Regions from separate parts of the Zea mays genome. Here all the other regions are linked to region 1. A link is a contact called in public Hi-C data. All regions are on one chromosome and are shown on one strand. The core of a region is the stretch at or near the end of the contact, and the rest is flanking DNA. Distances in the headings are between cores, read along the strand shown.

What was found. Hi-C and Micro-C count contacts between places; a contact is called where the count stands out from the background.
Region 2: a contact with region 1 is called in a Hi-C map of leaf, with 4 times the contacts expected there. The contact joins the enhancer-like site here to the promoter of LOC541627 in region 1. A contact is called at or near these places in 5 of 25 Hi-C or Micro-C datasets (bundle sheath, ear, leaf and 1 more).
Region 3: a contact with region 1 is called in a Hi-C map of ear, with 3 times the contacts expected there. The contact joins the promoter of LOC103641516 here to the promoter of LOC541627 in region 1. A contact is called at or near these places in 6 of 25 Hi-C or Micro-C datasets (bundle sheath, ear, endosperm and 2 more).
Region 4: a Hi-C map of tassel shows a contact between it and region 1, with 3 times the contacts expected there. The contact joins the enhancer-like site here to the promoter of LOC541627 in region 1. A contact is called at or near these places in 3 of 25 Hi-C or Micro-C datasets (bundle sheath, ear and tassel).

Annotation. Positions count from the first base shown.
Region 1 is chr10:103,366,745-103,373,966 of Zm-B73-REFERENCE-NAM-5.0, reverse strand. It overlaps LOC541627 (ethylene receptor homolog 2), which reads left to right and starts at 4,026. Exons shown (of 3, transcript NM_001111382.2): 1 at 4,026-4,484; 2 at 4,780-6,663; 3 at 7,134-7,222. The coding sequence starts at 4,885.
Region 2 is chr10:103,604,670-103,611,891 of Zm-B73-REFERENCE-NAM-5.0, reverse strand. It overlaps the pseudogene LOC109942880. Among protein-coding and RNA genes, the nearest start is that of LOC103641516, 35 kb to the right of the region's middle. Within about 2 kb of position 4,266, at least 1 of the 20 cell types and tissues checked has an H3K27ac peak or open chromatin away from gene starts, as enhancers often do. A contact at or near this core is called in leaf, where this site is marked.
Region 3 is chr10:103,570,384-103,577,605 of Zm-B73-REFERENCE-NAM-5.0, reverse strand. It overlaps LOC103641516 (probable protein phosphatase 2C 37), which reads right to left and starts at 4,273. Exons shown (of 4, transcript NM_001319772.1): 1 at 3,737-4,273; 2 at 2,791-3,189; 3 at 1,699-1,804. The coding sequence starts at 4,273.
Region 4 is chr10:103,502,137-103,509,358 of Zm-B73-REFERENCE-NAM-5.0, reverse strand. No RefSeq gene overlaps it. Among protein-coding and RNA genes, the nearest start is that of LOC103642676, 11 kb to the right of the region's middle. Within about 2 kb of position 3,723, at least 1 of the 20 cell types and tissues checked has an H3K27ac peak or open chromatin away from gene starts, as enhancers often do. A contact at or near this core is called in tassel, where this site is marked.

The DNA of each region.
Region 1 (7,222 bases), core at 2,777-5,276:
GCATTGTGCTATGATGAGTCATTTATGTAATCGCTGTGTACGTGAATTTCTGATCCTAGCACGTACATGGTTCGCATTCGGTTTACCTTCTAAAACCGGGTGTGACAGCTTCGGCGAGCAATCGTGCGAGAAACAGAGCGGGGATGACCAAATTAAGGGTACGGGCCGGCGGGTTGCTCACCTTGAGGGGAAACACTGGAGTCGCGAAGCAACAGTGAAGGCGCAAGGACTCGATGGGGCAACAGCGGTGGGACTCCGGCTATGCGAAGATTGCTCCGGTGAGCGTGGACCGGACGAAACAGAGAGGGAGAGGGCACACCGAAGGGTGTCCCGAGCAGCTGACAGTAAGGCGAAGCTCACCGTGACACTAGACGGGGCACGGACACGACGGTGGCCATAGAACAGGCATCGGTCGACGAGGGGCGGTGGCAGAGCTCCCTGCACGTGTGGGCAGAGTGAGAGAGAGTGCGAGAGAGTCTGGAAGATGGCGCAAATGAGCGAGGGGAGGTGGACGAGCATGGCGCGGGGCTCAAAAGGGACGCGGGTGCGCGGACGTGGCCGGATAACGCGCGGACGTGGGCACGTCCACGGCGGGGAGATCGTGGGCGAGAGGTTAGAGATGGCTGACAGGTGGGGACGGCGGGACAGAGAGAGAGAGAGGGCGTGGGGGAAAAGAACGGCGCCGACAGCTTGGCCCCACAGAGCAGCGAGAGAGAGAGAAGGGGAGTGAGCGCACACGGGTTGGCGCCGATAGGCGGGGCCCACCTGTCAGGCACCGAGGGCGCGCGGGTGCAGGCGCGCGCGGGGGCTGGGCTTAGTGGGCTAGTTTGGGCTGAAATAGGTTTTCCTTTTTCTAGGGATTTTCTAATTGCTTTTCTATTTATTTTCTCTATGGTTTTCAATTCAAGTTCAAATCAAGTTTCAAATTCAAACCAAATCAAATATATGCAACAATTCAAAGAATAATTAGGCTCAATATGATGCAACATTCCATGACTCATATGTTTTGGGCAAAATAAAATAAATAATCCTTCACTAATTCAACTAACCCTAATTAAAAGAAAAAGAGAGGGAGAAAACTAGAGAGAGAGAGAAACTAGAGTGAGATAGAGAAGAGTAACACCTGGATTTGGATGATCATAAGAAAGAAATTTTATACCCCCAAATTCAGGGTGTTACAGCTCTCCACTTCTTCAGATAGGGAATTCTTGGCCTTTGGAGCTGTCGAAGTATGACCACCTTCGTCGGTGCCCTTTGTAGTCGTTAATAGTTAGGTTAGTTCTGATCCCAAGTGACTTAGAGTAGAAAATGGCAGTGGTCGGGTCATTACCTCGAGAATCCGTGTACAACCCAATGATTAAGTAGTAGTAGCACTTTATTTTCCCTGTTCTTGTGTAGCAAGAATCTTCTTCTCAGAAATGTTAGCTTTCTTCTTCTCAGAGACGTGGCCTTACCCGAAGGTGACTCTTTGTCATATTCAGATTCATCATCCTTTATCTCATCATCACCAGGCTTCTTCGACGCCTTATTCCTAGTTGCTTTCATGCCCCTCTTTCTTTTCTCTAGCTTCGGTGCTGGTCACAAGCTTCGTGTAGTCAGGGTATATCAAACCCTATGGCATTCTAAACTATATTCAACCTAAGTTTCCCTCGGTTCTTGAAGGTGGATGACATATCTTCGTGTTCCTTTACATGATAGTTCCCAAGAATTTCATTGCACTTTGTGTCGATCAGTTTCAACAAACCAGCGAAAGGAGCCTTGTATGAAGCCTGTTACTTAAATTAAAATGCTAAGTGTCAAGATCACCATCTTTTCTTTTCACTTCCTTCGATAGCTACCACCCGGTACAAGTAGGATAAATGTCGTAAGAAAGTGCTTCTTGAATCAGGTCCCGAGAGCTAGACTTCTCGGCGATAGTGTTGAAAATCTTGTAACATTTTTCGGCAGCTTCACACATATCACACTTTAGCCTCCTTAGACCGAAGCTAATCTTTAGAGGACTCATCAGCAAACCCTTGAAATCTTTCTAGTTCACAGAATCTACTTCAGCGTAGAACCATTCCTTCATCCAGTCCCCATGCAACTGTGTATTCGTCCAGTCCCCATGCAATTGTGGTAGTGACGGTGAGGACAAAGGTACTCTGATTAGGGCAGAACGTGCTCAAGAAGCTCAGTGATGGCGACACTTGCACTAGTGTGAGGGTGCAAGTGCCAGGAAGGAGGCAGAGCTCTCAGTGAGGTGATCAATCGGTGCTAGGGGTCGTCTTTTATAGGGCCATGCAATTGATGACATAAGGGCAGTGATGGTGAGGGTAGCATGGTCGGGTCGCCATTTTAATGCCGACAAAACTACTCGGGGATATGGCACAGATATCCGAGGAGGAAAATGGGGGAGCAATGATCGAGGTGATGTTCCGATCTCTCAGGGGCGAGATCGATGACAGTGTGTCCGTCGTGGAACAAAGAGAGAGCGGAAGGTTAGGGATGACATGTGGGTGTGGGTCCCACGTGTCAGAGAGTGGGGGTGCGGTTGATCGGTTCGCTCTGCTTGCCAGCGAGCGCAAGGAGGCAAGGCACGGGCGCGCGCTGAGGAGGCCACCTGGTTTGCACTATTTTGTTCTTTTCCTTTTTTAAAATTAAAATTTAAGTTTAATTTCCATATTCAAATCAAATAAAGTTCAATTCAATTCAAAATTTTCCATAAAACAACAAATAGGTAGTGAAATATTTTATCTATAAAAAATCCTTCCTTTCTCTATTTGGAAAAGAATATGTAAATTATGTTTAAAGAGAAGAGAATTTAAATTCATCTATAATACTTGTTATAACTGTACCATAAAAAAAGGGTGTTACATTATAGTATATTTTCCATCAAGTTAATCCAACACTTGTTTTGAGAATTAGCATTTTAGTTGCAGCAGTAGGAGGGGAGGAGAAAAGGCGAGACTACAGTCTCGTGCCGGTGAATTTTTTTGTCCAAACCAAAGTTTTTTAGACCCTACAAATACTACATTTTAAAATATAGAGCTTCTATATGTGCTCTTAAATACCTTTTGGCCGAAAATACCATGGTATGCTCAAATACCGAGCATTATCTTGAGACTAGAAAAATATTATGTTTCTAGAGAGGCCTAAACTATTCGTTAAACTCAAGGCTACCGTCTAGACATCCTCTATATGGGCTAGACTTCGGCCCAAGGTTAACCATTTCGTTTAGAATGCAAATCTTGTAATACACCGAAAATGAAATTCGGAGTGAAATTCGCTCAAATCCATTTAAGGTAGAATTTTAAATTTAAAAATGAAATTTGGTGTTTTCTCGACGAATTTCGGTGAAATTTGTTATTTTGGAACAAAAGGCATTGAAATTCGATCGAAAACCACCGAAACCCGGTCTAAAACACGATTTTCCGTTTTTATGAATTTTAATTTTTTTGAATAGCGAACTGAAACTTCCGAATTTTACACGAAAGCCAATTCACATAGAGGTCCAAAAATAGGGAAAACATTCCGAAAGTCTGCGAGTTTCGCTCGAAATTGCTAACTATGCTTTGGCCACACTGCTCTTCATAGAAGGGAAGTGAAAGCGATTTGGCCCAATCCATTTCCTCCTACAAATACGGGGTCCTCTCGTTAATTCCTTGGAGCTGAAGTGCAAAACTCAATAGCTGAAAGTGATTTGGCCCAACTCAATAGCTGAAAGTGATTTGGCCCAATTCAGTCCCTCCTACAAATACTGTGGGCCCAAGATATGCGGTGAAGCAAATGCTACTGCTTATATACCACCTAGCTCATAGCTGAATGGATCGAAAACCAGGGGAAGGCGCAGCGGTTTGCCGGCAGACGGGCGGGCCCAGGCCGAGGAAACAGGCAGGTGCATCCATCCAGAGCCACGCCGGCGAAACGCGGCGAACAGATCAGAGCACGCGAGAGTGGTGCAGCGAGGTTGAAGCAACGACCCGCATCCGGCCAGCCCCCGAGCTGCGCTGCTCTGCTCTTGCTCTCGTTCGTCCCACTCCTTTCTTCCCACCGAGGGGAGAGACAACCCCCTGGCTCCTGCCTGCTCGACGGACCCAAAGCATCGCCTCCTCTTCCTACCCCTCTCCTCAATCGGCTCGTCCGGTCGTCGCTTAGCGCCCTCCACCCGCCAGCCACCCCACTGCGACGCCGCGTTCTCCCCTTCTTCCGACGTCGCTGTCTCTCTCTCAGCCCAGCTCCAGGGGCGAGGCTGTGAAAGAAGAGGGAGGAAAGGGAGAAAAAAAGACCCTCTTTTCTTCCGTCGGCAGGCCTCGTGACCATGGATCCGCCGCCCGCCGGGCTCTCGACGCTGCCGAGGTCTGCTGGAGATCCGTAGCCAGCCCACGTGTAGACGGTTATGGTGCTAGTACCGGTGCCAACGCTGTGTTTCTTGGCGGGCGTTGCTGCTCCTCCTCCGCTTGAGGATTGCTGCTGCATCCGGCAGGAGGGATGGTCGGAGGCGGAAGGTGGGCGGCTTTTGACACTCCTCCGTTCTTCTTCGTTCTACCAATTCAATAACTATGTTTGGATTTATCGGAGGGGTTTATCGGATTTGGCTAAATCCCCTACTGCCCGAATTTTGGCGGACTGGTGATTCGATTTTGGCCGATAGATAGATTTCGATGCTACTTTTAGGAAAGACTAATCTTCACAGGGGGGCCTATCCGTCCCAAAGCAACGATTTGCTTTACGCCAGATCTTGATTTTGTGTGCCGCAGTTTGATTAACTGAAAATCTGTGATGGCCGTCTGGTGAATGCAGGAGCGTCGGCACCCGCAGCGTGGAATCGACGACGGGCGCCTCCAGTCGGTTCAGAAATGCGCAAATGCGCGTCTGAATGAAGCCTGGTTGGAGGTGGTAGAGCCGATGGTGGTGGGAACGGCACTGCTGCGCGGGGTTTCCTCCGCGTGGATCCTCCTGTTCCTCTCCTCCCTGCTCCTCTCGCCGTCAGCGGCGTCTGTCGATTTCGGCCACTGCGGCGGCTGCGACGACGCCGACGACGGCGCCCTCTCCAGCACCTATAACATCCTGCAATGCCAGAAGGTCAGCGACTTCCTCATCGCCGCGGCCTACTTCTCCATCCCGCTCGAGCTGCTCTACTTCGCCACCTGCTCCGACCTCTTCCCCCTCAAATGGATCGTGCTGCAGTTCGGCGCCTTCATCGTGCTCTGCGGCCTCACGCACCTCATCACTGTGTTCACCTACGAGCCGCACTCCTTCCACCTCGTACTCGCCCTTACCGTCGCCAAGTTCCTGACGGCACTGGTCTCCTTCGCGACGGCCATCACCCTGCTGACGCTGATACCACAGCTCCTGAGGGTGAAGGTCAGGGAAAACTTCCTGATGAACAAGGCGCGTGAGCTGGACCGGGAGGTGGGGAGGATGAAAAGGAAAGAAGAGGCGAGCTGGCATGTGCGCATGCTCACACAGGAGATCCGCAAGTCGCTCGACAGACATACCATCTTGTACACCACCATGGTTGAGCTCTCGAAGGCACTGGAACTGCAGAATTGTGCTGTCTGGATGCCTGATGAGACCAGGAGCACGATGATCTTAACACATCAGCTGAGGGAAAGGGATATAATGGACCCACAGAAACACTCGATTCCTATTGATGATCCGGATGTTCAAGAAATAAAGGCAACCAAGGATGCAAAAGTTCTTGGCCCAGATTCGGCGCTAGGGGTTTCTAGCCGAAGCAAGCATGAAGCAGGGCCTGTGGCTGCAATAAGGATGCCGATGTTAAGGGTGTCAAATTTCAAAGGAGGGACTCCGGAAGTGATGCAGACGAGCTATGCTATCTTGGTTCTGGTTTTGCCTAATGATGGTTCATTAGGGTGGGGTCGAAGAGAGTTGGAGATTGTTGAGGTAGTTGCTGACCAAGTTGCAGTCGCTCTGTCACATGCTGCACTCCTAGAGGAGTCTCAGCTGATGCGAGAGAAGCTTGCCGAGCAGCATAGGGACTTGCTGCAGGCAAAGGATGAAGCCATGAGGGCAGGGGACGCTAGGAATTCCTTCCAGACTGCAATGTACGATGGAATGCGAAGGCCAATGCACTCAATCCTTGGTCTCGTCTCAATGATGCAACAGGAGAGCATGAATCCAGAGCAAAGGCTTGTGATGGATGCCATTGCCAAGACAAGCAGTGTTGCATCCACACTGATGAACGATGTGATGCAAACATCGACAATGAACTGTGAGCACTTGTCTTTGGTCAGGAGGCCGTTCAACCTTCATTCCTTCATTAAAGAAGTTGTTGGAGTGGTCAGATGTCTAACTGGTTGCAAGGGTGTGGAGTTTGAGTTTCAAGTGGAGAATTCTTTGCCAGAAAGGATCATTGGTGATGAGAAGAGAGTCTTCCATATTGTCCTGCACATGGTAGGCACTCTAACAGACCGATGTAATGCTGGCTGTATCTCATTATATGTAAATGTCCATAATGAGGTTGAAGATAGGCATAATCATGACTGGATGCTGCGAAGAGCAAACTTCTCTGGGGGCTATGTATGTGTGAAATTTGAGATTAGGATTAGAAAATCAAAGGGCTATCTGTTGAGTTCATCAAGCAGTCAGATAAGTCAGGGATCCAAACCCAACAATTCTGAGATGGGGCTTAGCTTCAATATGTGCAAGAAGATTGTGCAGGTAAATCAAAATAATAGAATATCTTAAGCATTTATACCCGCAAATTTTTTTGTACAGCTAGGCACTAGCAGCTTAGACTTGGCCGTCACATAGATAGTTTGCTATACACCAATTGAACTGCCAAACTACAGAATGTGTTTAGTGGCTATAGTGTGGCCTTTTTGTGCAAGTGCTTGGAATATTTATTATCTCACCTCAAACTGGGCATACTGAGAGGACATATTGGTCCTTATGTTGAACTTACGTTTTAGTCATAACTATTTTTATGGTATTTCTTCCGTAGTATGTGTGACTTGCATAGATATATTTAATTGGTATGCTTGTAGTAGCCCGAACCTCAGCGACTCTATTTGATTGTTATGTTTTGGTTTGCAATTTGTTCATCCAGTTGTGGAAGTGGCCAATGTATACTTGATTTGATGTGCAATCATTAGTGTGCTTACTGATACGAGCCCTCCTTTGTGCTGCAGATGATGAATGGCAATATTTGGTCAGTATCAGATTCTAAAAGCATCGGAGAAACTATCATGCTAGTCCTCCAGTTCCAGTTGGAACCTGT
Region 2 (7,222 bases), core at 3,017-5,516, 240 kb before region 1:
TTTATCTACGTTTCTTTTCCGCACTTTGATTTATTGTAAGGACTATATGGACGTCTCAGACGTATGATGTAATCGACTATTATTTCCCTTTTAATACTATTTTGAGCACTGTGTGATGATGTCCATGTTATGTAACTGCTGTGTACGTGAATTGCTGATCCTGGCACGTACATGGTTCGCATGCGGTTTGCCTTCTAAAACCGGGTGTGACAACATGTGATTATGTTCTTCTTCTTATTATTCAAATTAGGGACACTATAAGGATTTCTGAGCAAATGTCTTCCAAACAGCCCCAAACTTTTACCAAGAGTTTATCTTCTGATAACAAGACTCTCCGCAAGTTTTCACAATTTTTGGTGCTCACATTTGCTCCCTAAAGATTCAATTAATCCTTTTTAAAGCGCATTTAAATTACTTAAAATTTGTAAACTGCACTAAAGATCCCAAAAACATATTTACCAGAGAGCTTACCAATTTAGACACCCCATAAAATTTGTCCCATGATTTTACCATATTTCTATAACTTGTGACATAATTAACAATCTCTTAGAAAAATGAATAAAGGAAAATCATTAAACCCGGACTGAAACTGACCTTAAGTGAGCACAGAACAAGCGCCACACGGTCGAGGAAACCTTCGAGGATCCCTGGCCACGGTAAGGTGAGATGAAACTTGATGGCACTTTGGAGATGTGCGTCTGGTGTAATGGCCTGAAACCGAGTACGGGGGCGCCTGGGCGATGTTGAACTCGCGGTAGCGCTGCGGACGCGACGAGGGAGAATGTCAGCGAGGAGGCAGGCGACGGTTGGGGAATTTCTAGGGAGCCGGCGAGCTGTTGCAGAGAGAGCAGCAGGCCCAGTAGGCAACAACGATGTTGGGGAGCCGAGCGCCGGCACGACGATGTAGGAGCTAGAGACGGCGGCGTTCAGCAGCTCCACACAACGATGTGCCAGAGCAAGGAGACGACAGCGCATGCAGTTTCAGCCATGATCCACAGAATCCCAACACGCAAACTCCAGGAAAGAAGAGATCGTGACTGGCAAGTGGCAACAAGAGGATGGCGTGCACAGGCGAGGCAAGCACTGGAGAGACCGAGCACAGAGGAGAGCGGGCTGAGAACATGGATGCGAGGGGCACTACGAGAAGGGAGCTCGGCTGTTGCTGCCTAAGCGATGGGGTGAGGGAATATATGACGTGGAGAAGCTAGTGTGGATAGATTCGTTATTAAAGAATCACAAGTATCCCCTGTGAATCAGCCAGCTGATGGAGGCCCTGCAATTGATAGTACTGCTGCTGACAACGAGGTTGATGATGTTCCTATTGATAACGCAAACGTAGGGATGGGCAATAATAGTGATAATTTGAATACTTCAGCGTCTATGAATGATGGTGATTCTTTTCAGCCTGATATATTTGATCCAAGATATTGGGATTCTCTTGGTTCTAAACAAATTGATATTTTAGCACAGAAGGGACCTAAAAGAGACTTATCAATTCAGAAAGGTCCAAGGGATAGATATTCTAGAAGGTTTTCTGCATTATTCTATAATAGAATTCTATCAAATGGGGAGCATTGCGATAGAGATTGGCTTGTTTATTCTAAGGAACTTGATAAAATCTTTTGCTTTGGTTGTAAATTATTTACAAAAGGGCATCAAAAAGGTCAGTTGGCAAATGAGGGGTATAATGATTGGATACATCTTGGGGCTAGACTTAAAGAGCATGAGACAAGTGCTGATCATGTTTTTAATATGACCACTTGGTATGAGTTACGTAATAGATTGCAAACAGATCAGGCTATTGATAAAACTGCTCAACGACAACTTGAGAAAGAAAAGGAACATAGGAGGAAAGTTTTGTTCAGAATTGTTGCCATTGTAAAAATTTTTGCCAAGCATAATCTAGCATTTCGTGGTACTAATTGCAAATTGTATGATGATAGTAATGGCAATTTCTTGGGTTTGGTAGAGATGTTGGCTGAATTTGACCCGGTTATTCAAGAGCATGCCCGACGTATTACAAATGAAGAAACTCATGCTCATTATCTTGATTATAAGATTCAAAATGAGTTGATACACTTGATTGCTTCTACTATTAAGTCTGAAATTATTAAGAAAATAAAGAAGGCAAAATATTTCTCTGTGATACTGGATTGTACCCCTGATGCAAGCCACCAAGAACAAATGTCTTTAGTTATTAGATATGTGGATTCATCTTCGAGTACTATTAGTATTGAAGAATCCTTTCTTGGTTTTTAGATGTAAATGATACGACTGGGCAAGGTCTTTTTGATGTGCTACAGGATCAGCTAAAGGATCTTGATCTTGATATAGATGATGTGAGAGGACAAGGATATGATAATGGGTCAAATATGGAAGGATGCAAAAATGGGGTACAAAAGAAACTTTTGGATTTAAATCCTAGAGCTTTCTATTCTGCTTGTAGTTGCCATAGTCTTAATTTAACACTATGTGATATGGCTAAGACATGTGGTAAAGCTAAAGACTTCTTTGGAATCATCCAACGCATTTATACAATCTTTGCTAATTCCACTAAGAAATGGCAGATTCTGAAAGATAACATAACAAGATTGACTCCTAAGTCAGTATCAGCTACTCGTTGGGAGAGTCGTGTTGAAAGTGTTAAAGCTATCAGACTTCAATGTGCAGACATTCGAGAGGCTCTACTTCAGGTGCTCACTGCCTTGTATTATCATATTTATCCAATATTGTAATTCATTTTGTTGTTTCTATTAAGACACATTTTATTTGTTTAAATTTCAGGTATCAGATATCGATAGTGATCCTAAAACAAGCAGTGAAGCTAAAGGTTTGGCAAATAATGAGCTTGGAGAGTATGAGTTTATAGTGGCTATAGTTATTAGGTATGAGGTGTTGTATGCTGTTAATTTAGTAAGCAAACAATTGCAATCAAAAGATATGCTTATTGATGTTGCTATTGAGAAAGTTCAAGGGCTGATTGTTTTCTTCCAGAACTACAGGGAAACTGGTTTCTTAGAAGCACTAGAGACAGCCAAAGGCATTGCACTTGAGATGGATATTGGTACATCATTTCGTAAAAGACGGAAAATTAAAAGAAAGAGACACTTTGATGAGAACCCTGATGTCCCAGATATTGCCACACTGTCTCCAGAGGAGTCATTTAGAATAAGCTATTTCATACCTATTGTTGATCAAGCAATTTCCTCACTTACAAGGAGATTTGAACAATACCAAGGTTATCAGAAAATGTTTGGTTTCTTATTTACTTCTGAAACATTGCAGTCATTGGATAATGAGAGCCTAAAGTCCTCCTGTGATAATCTGGAGGCTGCCCTCGAAAAGGATGGAAAATCTGATATTGATGCTAATGAATTGTATGCAGAGTTGAAGTTTCTCCAAAATTTCATTCCACAAGAAAATATGGGACCTTTGGAAATTCTAAAGTTTCTGAAACGACATAATTCTTTTCCTAATGCAAGTATTGCATATAGGGTCTGTTTGGTTGGGCTGTGGCTGTGAAAAAAGTTGCTGTGGGCTGTGAGCTGTGGAAAAAGCTGCTGTAGGCTATGAGCCGTTAAAAAGCTAAAAACCGTTTGGTGGAATCCACTAAAAGTCGTTAAAAGTTCTTCGATATATGTTTTCACAGTTCTATCCGAAAAGTTACTAAAAGCAGGTTCAGGGGTGCTTTCAGATTTGCACTGTGAGAAAGTCAGCTTTTAGAAAAAGCTACTTTCTGGATCCAGCCCTTTGGTTGGCTTTTGGCTTTTAGGGGGCAAAAGCCAAAAGCCAAAAGTCAAACCAAACACACCCATAGAGTTCTATTGACCATTCCAGTGACAGTTGCATCAGCGGAACGAAGCTTTTCTAAATTGAAGCTATTGAAGTCATATTTGCGCTCTACAATGTTACAACAAAGACTTACTGATTTGGCCTAGATATCACTTGAGAGTGAATTATTGGAGAAGATTGAATATGAGCGTATTATTGAAGAATTCATTTCAAGTAACACCAAAAGAATGAAGTTGTTCAAATAAATATGATACAACAAAGCGTTGAATAGGTACGTTTCTTTTTCCATGGCTATGTAAACCATTATAACATATATATTATTACTATATTTTATTTTTCCTTAAGATATAGGCTCCAATTTAAAATTAAGTACATGTTCTCGGATTATGCCGGCCCGGCCCTGTGCTCAGGGCTGCACGTGGATTTCTGGAGATGAGACAACGCACGGGAGAGACTTCTAGGGAGTACGTGCACTAGATATTGGATAAGAACGACCGGAACAAAGGAGAAAATTTTAGAGAACTGAGCACGTGTACAGGATAAACATCAGCGGCATGGAGATCTTTTTCTCATACCAAAATTGAACCGGTTTCAGTCATCTGAACAATATTCAGTCCACCACCTGCCCAACAGCTCGACTTGGATCCTTCATCATAAGATGTATTCCTCCATAATAGATCTCCAAGTTTGATGTAATGGTCATTCACCAAGAATTAAGAGTTAGAAGGGTATAAAACTGAAAGGAATACGTGGTTTCTAAAAATTCAGCAAAACTAAATACGTTTCAGATTCTGAACTGAATTTGGCACCAAACTGAACCCTCATTTGTAACCCCTTCGATCCTCATGATTCCAAGCAATACATGCCAACCATAGTTAATAAAGTTTGTTCACAAAATGTAACTTTACAAGTTTACTGTAGGAACCGTAGGTCAAAGATTCATGGATCAAAAGTTATAATGCTCCAGAGTGGGGTGAATACACTAGGAACCAGCTGCAGCTAACTGAATAAGAGACTGAACACCACACGTCTGACAGAGAGAATTTGGGCACGTTTTACTCCAACTTATGTGCAGCACCACGTCACACTGGCTTAAATAAACTTGTTCACCATTAGATGATCTTCAACTTTTATATAAAAACTACAGTATAAAATCACATGGATTAATCACAACAGAGCTCTAAACTGATTCACTAAAATTCAGGTTTTAGTTCTGAACAAAAAACACAGTCCAAGTAACCTTACAGTCCAGATTTAGGCAACCTTTTCTCCTAGTTCCATGTAGCTTTAGGGGTATGATCCTTAACCAAACGTATACACCAACACATGGTCGTCCACCTTTGTATAGCTTTCTTAGCCTATAACTGCATGAATCAGCCGAAAATGGGCTCCAAACTCAGCAACTTTCACTGAAATTCAGTTTTCAATAACTGAATATAATTCAGTTTCAGCCACAACACAGTCCCACTTTAAGCAGTCGTTACTCCAATTCTTGTATGTGATCATGTCCATCACCCTTTAAGGAAGTTGTTCACCAATATATGGTCTTTATTTCCTCTACAAGCACCATAGTCTAAAACCTTATAGAACAACCAAAAATGAGCTCCAAAACAGCCATCAATACTGAATTCCAGATTCAGCTACTATTCACAATCTGAAAAATTCAGAAACACAGCAGCACCACTTTGAACCACTCTTCTTCCTGGGTTCCAAATGCTTCTAGGGCAAGTTGCTTAATAAAGCTTATACTCCAATAGTTCCTTTACAAGTTTTATATAGTGACCATTAACCAAAACTTCTTGGATTCCAAATTGCAATAGCCCAAAGTTTGCTCCAAATGCTGAAATTCAGACTCAGAATTTCACTAAGTCTGAAATCCAAATTTCTGGCAGCTTTACTTTAGATTAGTTTTTCTCCAAGTTCCATATAGATTTAGAGCTTGGTGACTTAAAAAACTTATACTCCTCATGTAGCTCGATAACTTTGTTACAATGACCATATTCAAAATGGTTCTAGATTAGAAGTTACAAGGGTCCAAAGTTGACTAGTTTATATTATTTTCAGCAATTCCAAAATGAACCCAAAACTGAATTTTTGTACTTAACTCCAAATTCTTCCACACAACTTGGGAATCTCCAAATAAGAAAGTTATCCACTTTTCCAAGCTCTACAACTTTAGTCCATGAAACTCATGTCTAAAGTGTCCTTGGTTTAGGAGTTTCTTTGTTTATCCACAAATCACAAGGAAGGTTTTCAAATCTCACTTAGGGTTTTGAGGTTAATCTCGTTCCTTAATTAATCCTTCCACTTAACCCACCTTTGAAAGCAAAGTTGCTCTAGGTCCTAAGTCCTTCCCCTTGGCACTTAAGGATCCAAGTCAATTTGTCACTTGCTAAGAGATGATCTATTCTTGTCTAGCTTAAGCCAAGTTCTTAAACTAAACCCTAAACCCAACACACAACATCACACTTTCGAAAAAGTTTGACCTAGTGAATGCATTCTAGGTATAACAAACAAAATAATGCAAGTGCTTATGATGATATGCCAGATTTTTAGTTCGCTTAACACCAGAGGTGTTACATGAAGAAGCTCCAAAGTCGTTCCTAAGGTGATGCAGAGCTTAGCTCTAAAGTCGTTCCTACGGGGATGCAGAGCTAAAATGCCACCTAAGTAAAAGGTGAAGAAGCTACAAAGTCGTTCCTAAGGGGATGCAGAGCTTAGCTCCAAAGTCGTTCCTACGGGGATGCAGAGCTAAAATGCCAACTAAGTAAAAGGTGAAGAGACTCCAAAGTCGTTCCTAAGGGGATGCAGAGTCTTACTTTTATGAAGCATTCGTGCATTAACATCAGTTGCTTCATGTCATCATATCATACTGCATAGCATCACATCATTCATCATCTTGCATCATCTGAAATAGTGGAAAAAGAAGAGAAATTGCTCCTTCAAAAATACTGGCTAACCCGTGAGGTTAAGTCTATCTTCGGCAGAGAGTTATGAAAGGACGTATCAACAATGCAAGATCTATGCCTTCGGCAGCGGTATATTTATACAAGATTTATGCCTTCGACAACGGTACTCTTATGCAATATCTATGGCAAGACCTTTGAATCCAATAAGTTGCTTCGACAGAAAAGGGGATTTTTATCTTTATGAAGCGTGAAAAGAAGGTAAGGTGTTTTTTCGCCTGCGTCTCAAAAACGGTACGTACGAAGGTTTCACATTCCACAAAGAAATATATTACATCATTAAATATATATAGTTGATAATTGTTTCTTACAAAAGGAAACTACATACAAAAATTCTACAGTTCAAATAAACAAGGTCTAATCATCCTCTTTTAGAACTTTATCAGCGGCTTCGTTTAGAAGCCTATTCACAGCTTCATCAACAACTTTGTTAGCTATTCTGATTACTTCAAGAGCCCCTTCAG
Region 3 (7,222 bases), core at 3,024-5,523, 200 kb before region 1:
CAAAATAAATAAATAAATAAATAAATAAATAAATCAGACACGTACGTACATTGCTTGATCGATCAACACCACCAACCATCGTATCGTACGTACTCTACACAGGTCAGATCGATTGCAAAGTGTGGTGATGTACGTACGTGTCAGATTTTTAATCATTTGCTTACGTACTCAATATTGCTAGCTTGACTAAGGTAAAGACATATGTGTTGTAAACATCACTAGCATGATCTCTCACTCAGGGCACAACAAAAAGACGACAACATCGATCCCTCCCGACCTAGGCCATAGTGTAATCAAACCTATAGGTCTATGGCCACTAGTTTATAAATAAAGGGTCACTACCTTATCTTTCCAGGTTGGGTTAGCATCAGGGCCGGGAACTCCTAGGCAAATGGCGCTTCCACAACCGACGAATCGGAGGCAGGCAAATACGTGGCGTCAGCGCGCCCGCTACGTACGTGTTTCCACCTAGCTTGTCATGTCCAATGCCTTAAGTAACCCGAAGCATCGCTGTCAAGGAATAGCTAGCTGAAAGGTAAACCTCAAAAAAAAAAAATGGTCAGGGCGAGAGATGGGCAGAGAACATGTGGCCATCCTCGCGCGGCCTAGCTACTAGCCCCATTAATTGGCATATGCCACGAACAACGACTCATGGGATATCAGTGACGATGTGACTGTTTATCCTACTCGTGTAAACTGCCCAAGCAATACCTTGTACGTGTAGCTCATCTGAAGCAACACACACCACTATTGCATGTTGCTTAAAAAGACGACACTATGAGCGCGTTCGGCTGCACTACAAAAACCACTGTTGCAGCTGCAAAATACTGTTGCAGCTGCAATCCCTAGAGAGAAAATACTGTAGAAGCCGCAGCCGCAGTCGGATTAAAGCCGCAGCGAACAAGCCGATTGTATTGGACTAATGATACATAATCATAGTGGGTGAACATGCAAAGAAGCTCGATCGATCTCATGTTACAAAGCTACAATGACCTTAATTAATTTCATATGGCAAAAGCTATAGTCATATACCTCGTTGACACGGAACTTACAGGCCACACACCACACTTTATTTTATTTTATTTTATTTATTTATCATCATAAAGCCGATGTTTACCAGTTCGACTCCTCAACACCGGGCACCTGTTAAGTGGTGGATCCATGCAAAGATGCAAACGGAATAGACTCGCTTTCTTCGGACTCATGATGCAAGGCACCAAACAAAATCCCCTTTCAGATATAGTATTTCCCCTTCAAACCTTAGCTTACTTGTATATAGTTCATCTAAAAAAAAGGTGCTTACTTCTACAGTTATATATTACCCGAATATTTGCTGGGAACAAATTATAGTTTAACAACCAAGGGACACGTACGTACGTCTTACAGCGGAACATATATATACAGGGGAGCTTGCTTCAGTCCATCATTGAAATGCAATCCGAATGGCAAACAGCAAAGGCAGCCGGCTGGACTGGCCACACAGAAGCTGTGGCCTGGCAAGACGGGCTAGCAAAAACACACGTGTGCAAAAAAAAAAAAAAAAAACAGAGAAGGATGATCCAAAGCGCGCGACATCGTCGGCGGTGTCATCAAACGCGAGAAGCCAGACACGTGTGCCCAGCATCACTTTCTGACCTTAATGAGAACACTAGATAGTGGAGAGAGACTCAGACATTATTTTGGTAGATAAGATAGTACCTAGTGCGCGCGACATGGCGAGGATCCCACGCACGCGGTGCCCGTTGTTGAACACCACCCGCCCGCCGGCCGCCTCGATCCGCGCCTTCTCGTCTGCCCGATTTGGCTGCACAAAGTTTTTTCTTTTCCTCAATTCGAAACCAAAAATAAATTTGGAAAGCAGCAGTTATTTTAGTTGATCAAACAACGGCAACTCGCGCAGCAACGGTACCTATGAAAGACAAGGCGCTCTAACATAGCGTAATGATGTGTTTAAGAAAAATCCCTTAATTACTAGTTTACTACGACGACATGGCGTCGTAATCAGCACGAATGTTGGCGCACCAGCACAGCAGCCACAGCAGCACTGACTGACCCGTCTACAGTACTTCTCCTCATTCCATCGATTCTCTCCTCTTCTCTCTGCTGCGGGCACGCAGAGACGGGCAGGTGGCGCCTCCGGCCACCACACCCTTTTCCTCTCCGGCGGGCCCCGCCGCACAGGCGACAGCGACCCAGCGAGTGGAGAGTGCAGCCCCGGCCCCACAGCTTTGAGGTACAAGGGCCCACCAGCCGGCGACCACTCGGGTCTCCCCACGTGCCCCAGCATCCACCGACACGTGCCCCCCCCCCTCACCCTCGGAATCCCCCGCCGTTCCCGCCACGTGTCCAACCGGCGACAGCGACGGCGCACAGCGACCGCCCTGAAAGTTCCGAGCTATCCACGGGACTGCCACTGCATGGCCTGCTTTGATATCCGTGCTGCAGCAGCAGCGCCCGCTGCCTTCCTGTCGAGAATCGAGATCCCAGCCCCGACAACCGCTCCCATGATGATGATCCCATCCGTTGCCTCTGACGTCAGCGGCGGTACACGTCGTCGAACACCGCCGGCGGCCAACCACGACTTGGCTGCGACCGAAACTTCTGGAGGCGCGAGACACCTCACCGGGTCACCCACGCGGGCCCCGCCCCCACGACACGCGGCGCACGGGTCAACGGTCGGCGAGGCTGACCCGGCTCCGACCACAACAACCACAGCTAGCACCACGCTACGGCGAGTCGAAAGCCGAGATGATCGGAGTGTACATGCATATGTGTCGTACGTAGTCGTACCTTGTGGTCGGAGGAGAGCGGGACGGGCGGCGTCCCGGCGGGCCCGCGGCAGAGCACGGCGCGGGAGTCGCCGCAGTTGGCGACGACGAGGCGGCCGCGGACGAGGAGGGCCACCACGGCGGTGGAGCCGACGATGCCGGAGGAGGTGCCGGCGAGCGGGCAGCTGCAGCTTGGCCGCGCCACGCGCCCGCACGCGCACGCCAGCGCCGCCATATCGTCCACCCGCCGGAAGCCCCGCTGCAGCGCCGCGCGCCACGCGCGCTCCTCCTCCGCCCGCTCCGACCAGGCGGCGCTGCCCGACGCCGCCGACTCCTGCCGCCGCCGCAGGAAGGTGGCTCCCTCCCTGGCCAGCTCCTCCGCCACCACCTCGTGCATCCGGTCCCGGCATAACGCGGACACCTGCGTGCATGCATTGGTATTTGTACATTAGTACGTGTGTCGTGCGATCGATCGATTAGTAGTACTAATGAAGTACTAACACAGAGAGTATCCGATACGGGTATTCACAATAATAATAACTAAATAAATAAATAAAAGACAATTAAACGAGGCAGAGACACGTGGATGATCCTTGTCGAATTTGGAATGAGCTAGAATGTGGCCAGCTGGACACCTGGTACTAGCTAGCAGCGGAAAGCAAGCAGTGACTACTGCTAGTCGCCAAATGTGGTGCGGCGGGAGAGAAGGAAGCTAGCTGTTGCAGCTTCTCTTCGGCACGCATCCATGGCTGTCTCCTTCTTGGCCTAGTATTACCACCGTCTATTAGATGACGGTGCACAATATATAGGTAAACGTATGGCATCAGTCTAGGTAAAAAAAATCCATGAAATTTCGGATGGATGAACTCATGAACATGAACTACTAGCTAGGGATGGATCAATCGATGGACTGATGGAGTGACTAGCTGGAGATTGGCGGCGGGGGCGTGAAGCGACACGACACGTACATGGGAGCCGCCGTGGCCGTCAAAGACGCCGAAGAAGTGCATGGGCGAGCCGTCGGCGGCCCAGGTGCACAAGTCCGGATGGAGCGAGACGGCGTCCTCCATCATCCGCATCCGCCCCGCCATGGACAGGGAGCCGAAGGCCACGGGCCACACCTGCGGGGCGACGGCGACGGCCTCGGCTTCAGGTTCACCTTCAGCCTCGCCGGGCTCGAGCTGCGGCCCCGCCGGCGCGAGCTCCACCTCCACCTCATGGTCGAGCTCTTCCTGCTCCTCGTCGTTGGGCCTGTCCGCAGAGCTCTGGGACGACGACGGCGACAGCGATGGCGACGGCGACGGCGAGAACCGGGAGGCCGCAGGACGGAGACGGCGCACCCAGCTCGGGCCCGGCGCCGCAGCGGCGGCGGCGTCGCCGGATCCTTGGGGCTCGAGGCGGTGGCGCCTGCGCATCCGGCATTCTGGGGTGGACGCGGACGCAGCGGTCGGGTTCCGTACCTCGTCGCCGCCGGGCACGTTGACGCCGGCGCTGGCCATCACCATCAGGCGGCGGAGGAAGAGGAAGAGGAAGAGCGGCGGCACGAGTGGTCCAGGAGCAGCGACGACGCAGCCGCGGGTGAATCCATGCGAAGCTAGCCTGCCTAGCTAGAGCATCGGATGAGATCGAGGTGGCTGACGGAGGGGCTGGGAGATCGAGTGGAGGGGCCGGCCGGGGTGGTCGAAGACGATGTCTTATTCTTCTCGCTCCATCCCCCTTCTCTTTCTTTCTCTCCGTTGCGCCTTGGCGTCCGCGTGGGGGGTGGTGTGGTGTGCGAGACTGCGATGCGAGGTCAGGTCGCGTGGACGGAAGAGCAGCGGGTTCTGTGCGGCGGGACCCACGTAAGTGCGACGTGGATTGCGCTCGACACGTGGCCGGGGAGGTAAAGGGGGCGCGTGGTCCCGCTGGGGGACGCCGCGCGCAAACTGGCAGGGCAGCACCGAAAGGCACGGCTGCATGCGTTGCGTTGCGTTGCGTTCCATTCCATCCCTCCACGGTGCGTGCGCCGTATGACGGCCTGCTGCGGTGCGGCCTTTGGACGATGCCTGCCGTTGCCGTCGCCGTCTTTCTCCCGACGCCCTGCCCGCCGGCATGCCGCGCGCGCATCCATTCTTCTCTTTCGTGTGTCTAGTGTATAGTGTATAGCAAGCGTCTGATGGTAAATGGTAAAGGTGTTAGGGCATCCCAACGGGTACTTCATCCTTTTTTTTCTTTGTCGTGTTTTAGTAAAAACTGAACGAATCAGCAGACGATAAATATTCGAGAACGAAGGTACGTAGTATATTCTAATAACCAGTAATTAGAACGTTCTTAAGAGCCTATGCTCCTTAAAAAAACTGGACTTCAACAGCCTCTTTTATAGTGCGTTTGGTTTTGGAACGAAAAGGGTTGAGTCGAAACCGACTCATTTTTGTGGGTTAGATCGGACCCGTTCCTTGTTTGGTTTAAGCGACGGGTTGAACCCAATTTCTTGTTTGATGACAGGGTTGAAGTGGGTTGAAGCTGCACCGTTTTTTGTTTGGTTTCGTGATGAGGGATGAATGAATGATGAACTAAAAATGGTCACATTACCATACTAAAAATGATATCTTTAATTCCAAACGAAATTACAACATTCAAAATAAATGAAACCAACACTATTTCAGTATTTGAGAAACCAATAAGCACAATAAAAGATGGGGGCCGCTGCTTCTCTCCTAGTGGTGTCGGTAGGGGACATGTAGGTGGTATTGGTGGATGATGGTGGGGGCTGGATCACGGCACAACAACGTCGTTGGAAGACACGGACGGGGGCGTAGCGCGCCAGAGGACAGACCGGTTTGGGAGTCTATGGCTGGAGAACATGCTGGTGCCGGAGAGCAGGGTGACGGAGGACTCTGACAGGGGCGTGGTCGGGGGCGCGCTGCGCCGGACGGTACACCGACGGGGGAGCCGATGACTCGAGAATAGGCTGACGGTGGTGCGCCCTGCGTAGGCTGCGCTCGGGTGAAGATATGGTGTGTCCGTGTGGGTGACAGGAGGGGTGGAGTGGGAGTGGATCGAAGTGGTTCGCTTGTTTTTAAGGAATCCCTAGAATCCGTATCTTAAATGAATATTTTGACCCGGAACCAATTTAACCCGCGAACCTTTTAAACCAAACACGGTTTGATGCAGGTTCAACCTGTTCCAACTCGCATCAACCCGATAACCAAATACACGCTTAATTTCTCCAAAAATCTGTTAAACCTGGTAATCGTTGGGCCCTTTCATGCACACGCGCAGCCAGTTCGTACCAAGATCCATCGCTGTTGGGATAAAAAAATATGTTGTCGCTTGTGATTTGCAGCATATGATTAACATTTGCGGTTCTTTTAGGCCTTAATCGTTTGTGTCGGATTATACCCGAAATCGTTCCACCTTATCAAAGTTTATATAAATTATAGAAACAATCCGGTTAGGAATCGTTCCAACCCACTAATCCGGCACAAACGAATCAGACCTTAGTTGTTGCTGATCCATACGATTAACCTTTGGCTATTGTTGTTTTCAGGCTTTACATAGCAGATTGGTTCCCTGTGCCATGCTGAATAGTTTAATTCGATGATTAAGCCAAAAGAAAAAATCTCAGCTTAAGATTGAAACATCTCTAGAGCAATGTTACTTACAAGTTAGGTAATGAGTCACGGGGCCTCGTTGAACAGCTTGCTGTCGAACATTCGTCACAGACTCAACTCACGGTTGAAGCATATGAGGCTGTGCGCAGCGGTACGCGCTAGCCTTCCCCCTCCCCTTGCATGCCGGCTGTAGGGTCATCCCACGGCCGCAGCGGTGCCCCCTACGCGTCGGTCCTCTTCTCTCTCCCCCCCAGATCTAGCGTGTCACTGTTCATCACCCTAAACACTGTGCTGTGGGTCCACGAGTAATTGTTAGTAGATAAAAAATTGATAGTTGATATAGAAAATGATATTTTATAGTTGTAGTGGGGTATAGGGGAGTATTTAGGGGAAACCGCTGCGGGAGATGAAAAAATAGGGGGAAAATAGGGGGGAAAGTGATATAGAGGGAAAAATTTAGGGGTAACGGTTGCGGATAGCCTGAGAAGCAGGAGGCACGCACAAATGCTCTCGCGCGGGAAAGCGAAAATACAGGGGGTTGAGAGAAGCAGTAGCTGCGGACACGACATTTTTCGTGTGCGGAGGTATAGGGACTGTCAATAGGGATACGTTGGATGGTTATTTTTCACTTTCCCCTAAATTAAGGATTGATATTAGAATCTTTTGGAGATACTCTTACTTCTATATTGGCCTCGGTCCGGCTCTGCGTGTACTTCTATATTGGCCTTCTTTCAAGGCCTCGCTCATAGCGAGTTTGAGGCGAGCACGCAGGAGAGGAGTGGGCACAGGCGGGAAGAGCTAGGTTACCGTCCATTTTCACGTCATCAATCAGACATATATCCTATAACCGACACATACTCG
Region 4 (7,222 bases), core at 2,474-4,973, 140 kb before region 1:
AAGAGGAAAGTGCTAGGGTAGCTGACCCAGGGATTCGTTATATATTACAGTATATGCGATTTTTTAATGTCACTTTCTTTTGCCAGAGGATTTAGAACGATACGAGACGAGCCGTAGAATCCTGGGATGCCACGATCGGCGCTGTGGGCCCAACAGGGCAGTCCGACGTGTTGCTGTCAGGAACACAAATGACTTCCTGAGTCCTATCGTGGTCCCCACGGATGGTGTTCCCCTGCGACTGGCCGCCACGTACCGCGGTCGGAATCTTGGGTGGGTCTGATAGAATACCTTATCCATCTGACATGTGGCCCATCCCTATAACAGGAGTTCACGCACCTCTCTCTCTATACTATTATATTTTCTTGAGTTCTACGGGTTAATCACGAGCTCGTAACACATGTGTATGTAAACGAATCCGCTTCCTGCTTTTCACTCGGCGAATGCCAAAACACGTCAGATTGATGAGGGGATCTTTAGCACACTACGGGCTAGTTTGGGAGTCCAAATACCGGAGGGGATTAGAGAGGCTACAATCCCCTCCTTATTCAAAATTATATAAGAGGGGATTTTAGCCCTTCAATCCCCTCCGGTTTTGTGGCTCTTAAACTAGCCCTACAGGCATATTTAAACAGCATATTTAGACAGCTTTTTTTTTTCCTGAAAGTTCTTTTGAGAATTCATTCTTGGATAATCTAGATGGCAAGCTGATCTAGATTTCACAGGACTTACGCGTAGAGAAAGTTTACAAAGTTTAGAGTTTAGAAAGCGGTGGATTTCTTCCGCTGCCATAATTCGAAGAATTCATATTGATTTTAGCGATTTTTATAACTCGCAAAAACGGTGGCTGCAGTTCTGACTTTCATAAACCGAAACAAAATAGGTCGAAAACAGACTAAACATTGTCTTTTCTAAAATAGCATATAATAATAAAAACTTACTAGACCATCTACTGGTCTATTCAAATTTATTTATCCTCTATTTTTTCTATTTCTCTTTCACTGCCTAATCGTATCGGAGTACAAATTAAAATTCCCTTTGTCTATTTCCACCGCGTCCATATTGTTGCGCTCATGAACCGCATGCACATAGGCCGCCGCCGGTCTTCCTTATCGACGCTAGTTGCTTTTGACCATGCCGCCCCTGCCCCACTGGGTGTCTGGGTCGATGTCCGCGGCGGCTACCCTCCATCCTATGAGTCAATCTCTGTGTGGCTCCCACGGATGGCCCTTGCCCAACACGAACTCGCCGGATGGCCGAGCTCACCAATAGCAAGATAAAGAGAAGTCCTATATGTTATTGACTACTAGGATAAATGTGATAGCCATCGTTTAGAACATAGTAGACTATATTTTGTACACAGTTATATTAGTACAAGTGTACAGCCATACAATCAAGTCATCTATTGTATTTAATCAAAATCCAACCTGTTGTTTTATATTTAACCCTTTTCATATAGAACTTAGTAGCCATTTTATATTCAACCTCTTCTAACTAAAACGACGGTCATCGGTGGATTTTGATTGGATGCATCAGATTGTTTGATTGTATATTACACCAACATGCTTGATTACCCATAATATGTTCCCATAGTTCAGATAGTATTATAAAATTTAGAAGAAAAAAAGATAGTACTAAAACAGAAGTCTACGTAAAAAATAGAAGTCATATTTTAGATAACATAATTTAGAGATGTTGTGATGTTTAGTGAGATGGTTTTATATACCTTGGTGTGTTAGCGGTGAAATTCATCCTAACCACTCAAAATATATCAATTTCTGACCGCCATCAATTTTTTTAGGGTTATTAGGTTAATCTTCGGAAATAAGGTAGTTTCCTACGACCCTGCATGGATGTTAGAAATAAGCCTAACTCGTGACGGGCGCAGTAGAGGGCCATCAGATATGAGGTAATTTCTGATGATCACATGGGGTTTGATCCTAAGAATCTAAATGTGTTGTGCAATTAGACTTCTTCGAACCGTCTAATAAGGTTTCTATACGCTAGCGTCCGGTTTCATCGCCTTTTATGATGTTTGATTATGTGGCGTGTTTCTTTTCCTGTGACATATGGTGAGCAGATGATTGGGCGGCGTGGACAAGACTGCGACTGTATGAGCCAACCACTTGACCCTAAGGCAACATATGCTTATGCAGGATGACAGGCTCGTGGATGGTGAGAAAAGTTTGTTTGGCATTTCAAATTTTGCTCATGGCTTACAATCTACTGTTTGTGATGCACTCTTATAGGTTAGGTATATTTGATTTAGCGATTTACTCTAAGCAGATGATGTGTCGAGACACGGTAGGGTCATCGTTGTTGCAAGCATTGGGTTCTTGTTCTCGCACTCCACATAGGAGTTGGAGATTTCTAGGCTCCTGGAAGCGGTAAGGTAGCAAAATGAGTATCAAAGGGCACAAGGCGAGCACCAAATGCAACAAAGCCAGTACTATGCAAATCTACTTGCCCTGTTGTTGGATTTCCTAGCAGTAAGTTTGGCTAATATGTTATTCAAAACAACTAGAAACTTGTATCAATTTATAAAACCTAAATACTGAGATGCATCTCATTCTTAGCAAGTGGCTCAGTAAACGTGCATCTAGATGCCGCCTCAAGTGTTTGCACCATTAGGCTGTCTCCAGGAGCTTATTCATTCTATCTTTCATCTCATCTTCTATTTCAAACTTCACTCTTTGAACAACGCGATCTATAGTGTAAAACAATCCTTTGCATAATTATATGCACAATCTGCTGAAGACAACATTACATCCACCTCCTTCATAGTTACTTGACTTCCTCCACAACAGATATTTCCATACACATCCATTCGTTCTTTTTTTTATCTAAAAAAGATATGCTCGATTTGATGATGACAATACATAATTCTAACATAGTATCAACTAAATAACTAAGACCGCTTTTAGAATGTATGATTTTCACAAGAATCGTAATTTTTTTAAAGAAATTAGTCCAAATTTATAAAAGGCAACATTCGTGGAACTTTCTCGTACCTAAAGGGGGGCTAATTAATTTGATGAGGTTTATATAAAAAATATATTTGTATTCTAAATAAATATTATTAGATTTGTTATGAGATATATTCTTATAGATATTTTGTGTGGTAAATACTGATATTGTTTTGTATAAAATTGATTAGACTTTTAGAAAGTTTTGACCGGTGATAAAGCTAAAAGTTAACTTTTTCCCTACTAAGAGCAACTCTAGAATATTCTCTATATTATACCTAATAAATATAAATAAATATTTTCATAAAAAAATACCCTCCAACGACTTATTTAAATGGTTATTCAAATATAGACATCTTCTATTCCACATTTCTCACTAGCCAAAGATAGATAATGTGAATGATTATCTAGAGTGCAAATAAATATAGAAAAGATGTTGGAGATTGAAAATATATAGGAAGCAATTTTTATACAAATGACTCTCAAATGACAATTTAAAAGTGAAATTTATAAAGACTCTTGAAGATGCTCTAAGCTAGTACGTCACCGGTGACAAACAGAAGATTTCAAGAAAACTCATATGAAATAGATACCTTTTGGGGCATTATATTTCTTTTTTTAGGAATATTCTTTTGAGCTTTCTGCATCCATGAATGAATTGTAGTAGTATTTGGATTTTGAAGAGGAGGGAACGCAGTATCTTTTCCGAACCAAGGATGATGGGCCAGCAGCCCGTATATGCATTGGCCTTGGTTTCTAGTCGACAACCCATGGACATAGGGTGCAGACTACGGCTAGTTCAAACATCTTTCTTCTAGAAAGAAGGGAATGATTTGGCAGTTTTTTATTTATCCTATTCATTCAAACAACATGCGTACTCAGTTTTATTTTAGCTGTAGATAATCATAATCATACTCTATAAGGTACCGTTCTTTTTTGAATTTTTTTTCATTATTAGTCATAATATGTAAAGCATGCTATAATCGTCCGGAACATAAATTAAGGCGGTGGTATACGTATACCTTGTCTCAGGAAAGTTGCACTACTAGTTATTAAATTAAGGCGGTTTTTGTGCACAAACAAATCTGTGCACTGCAGAGTGCGAAACTGTGAGTTAGAAATTTCTTGATCGATAGAAATTCCCGAGGGCTAGTTGCCTGTCCGTACTCCCCAGTTGCATTCCCTATGTAGTTAGAAATTTCTTGATCGATAGAGTTAAGATAAGACTTACAAGTGGTCGAGGAGAAGGTACGACTAAGAGCCAGATAGATAAATTATCACTCTTAAATTGAGGTGGAAGAGGAGAGATCCTAAATAGCAGGTATAAAGATAAGTATCAAGATAATGGAGATAGCAAACAAAAGCACATCAAAGGATGGAATTAAGACAAAGCTTGCAAGGCGATAAAGAAGGAAAATAATCAAAGACGAGATAGGTGAAGCACCACTCTCTAACTGAGATGGAAAAAGGAGACTTTAAAGGGAAGGTTCAAAGTAAGCATCAAGGTAAAGATATAGATATTATAAGGGTTAAAGACGATAATAGACAAGGGTGTAAGAGAAGAGATGGAGGCATAGAAGAGCCAGTGGTACAAATACAACAAAGAATGGGGTTACGTCAAGGTCTTGCTTTTCAGGGCCGTTCCTGGCTTTTCAGGGGGCCCAGTGCGAAATTCGATATAGAGGCCCCCATCCACACACAAATATATATAATTATACATATATCACCGAATATTTGACGTATAAAAATTATTATGCACTGTTTTAAAGTTTATAAGATAACAGATATAAAATATAGCAAAAAACACTTACTTGTTATATGATATTATTCAAAATATCTTCTAACATTTTGTGATACAAAGTCATTGCTTATATCATCGAGATCAATCTCATCCAACAATTTTTTCGATATATAGAATCGCCAAGCCATTTAACCTCTCTTGAATTATTGTTGACCATAAATAATTCATAAAAAATTAATTTTAAAAAGCTTCTCTCTACCGAAGCAACCATCATATGTATAGTTTATAATACTCTCTCTATATCAAATAAAATTTTGTTTTGCTTCTTTAGTGGATTTATCATCATCAATATAAACATAAAAATTAAGAGCTAAACCAAATACTATTTTGAAACGGATGGAGTATTCGATAAGTAATTGAGACATTAGTTTAACAATATAAACGAGACTATTCGATAACTTGATAGCGCATCGTTTTTTTTGTATTTGTGTCTAGAATAGATAGGTTTAACAAAAAAATGCTAGCGTCCAGTGGCTAGGGGGCCCTCTGTTTTGGGGGCCCGATGCGGCCACACCCACCGCACCCCCTCAGGGCCGGCCCTAACTGGAGCACAACAAGGATGGAGTTAAAAAATCGCAAGCGACAAGGAAGAGGATACGATCAAGGAAAAATAGGTAAAATACAACACTAAAGTTGAGATGAAAGAGAGTAGGTTTTAGAGGGTAGGTATAATATAAGCATCAAGATAAGATATAGAGGTGACAAGGGCGAAGATGATAATCATGAAAAGCATAACCAAGGATAGAGTTAAGGCAAGACTCGCGAAGTGGCGGAGTGGAGAAAACAATCAAGGGTAAGATAGGTAAGGTTCCAATAGATGGTTGAGGTAAGAAATTCAGTACCGAGGAAAGTTATAAGGAAACAACGAGATCATCAAGGAGGTGCGAAATAAAATGATCGCTCATGGATTGTCAAGAAACAAGGGGATCAAGGGCATGTTAACTGAAATGTCTTAAACAGACATTGGGATATAAATGTAAGCATATATAAAAAGATGAGAGTATCAAGATTCTAATGATATGAGCATACCAAGACCAAGAGAATAGAAGTTATCGAAAGATAGCGACTTAACAATAGAATAGGAAAGGGTCTCAAAAGATAGGAAGGTCATGGATATATAATTGAAATGTTGAAATAGGCAGTAGAGATTTAGAGGTAAGTTTTTGAATTAAGGGACAAGGGTATTGAAGAATCCAGGGATACGAGCATGTCAATACCAAGGGAACGGAGAATGCCAAATGGTAGCGATTTAATGATGGAAGAGGAAAGAATCCCAAGAGACTAGAAGGTAATGGTAAGGGGGCATCTGCGAAGATATCACAATCACAAGGGTGAGAGAAGATCTAATAAAATAAGTAAGTAGAGCACAGACAATACTAGATTAAATACGTTTAGCAAGGTGATATATAGTAGCATAACATAGAATTAGTCAATGTGACTAATATTTTGAAGCAACATCAGTGATGAGGTGAAGTAATCTATACTACCTATTAAGGCTCTAAGGGGTAGGCTGCCTCTGCTTGGTTCTGCCTTCCGACGATCTCAACCGTCCAATACGCTTTAGAGTCTCTCAGCCGTCCGATACGCACGCTCTCACCCCCACGCATCGCCCCGCCCCCACCACGGATCCCGCATCCCCCACGGATCCCGCAGCCGCGCCGCAGCCGCTCCCTCCCGTGCTCCCTTCGCGCCCGCCCATGGATCTCCAACAACGAGCGCCGCCGCCGCCGCCTCGCCTCGACAAACCCGGCTCCAGGGCGACAGCTCCCGCCGGTGGGACCTCATGTTCAGCGTCGTGAAGCTGTTCGTGATCCAGCTGCGGGGCCCACTAAGGTCAGCGTCTTCATCGCCAGCAACGACGCCGAGCAGGCCTGCGACTTCAAGATCACCGGCATCTACCATGACGGTACAAACCTTGCACCTTCTTCGACTCTTCCCGTCCGATTTGACTATCTAAAACTGTTGTTTCTGATTCGGTGCGCTGGCGATCTGGTCGCCCGCAGGGAGTTCGTGAAGAAGAACTATGGTGACATCAAGGCCCGCAACCCCTCCCTCCCCTTCCTTGTCCGCGAGTGCTCCGGTGTCCAGCCCCAGCTCTGGGCGCGCTACGGTACGCGTGCATCTATTTCGTCCTCTTTCTCCTGCTGTGGCTAAAGGTTTGATTTTTACTGGTTGGGGCATTTTTGGGTGAATTTCATATCTCAATCTGCCCTGTGAAATGGCTCAATCTGCCCTGTGCATTTGAGGGAAGAGGAATTTAGGCAATTATATTTATGAGAAATAAGTTCATAAATGTAAGTTCCATGTTGGTTTGTCATACTCAACTACAAAACTGCTAGAGTCTGTGCAATGGTAACCTGTTGGGGCCAATCCGTACGTTTATATGTGCTCTGCATCATCATCCTGGTCGATCACAGTGGTCCATACCAACATTTTGTTCAGTTTACTGCTAAATTTC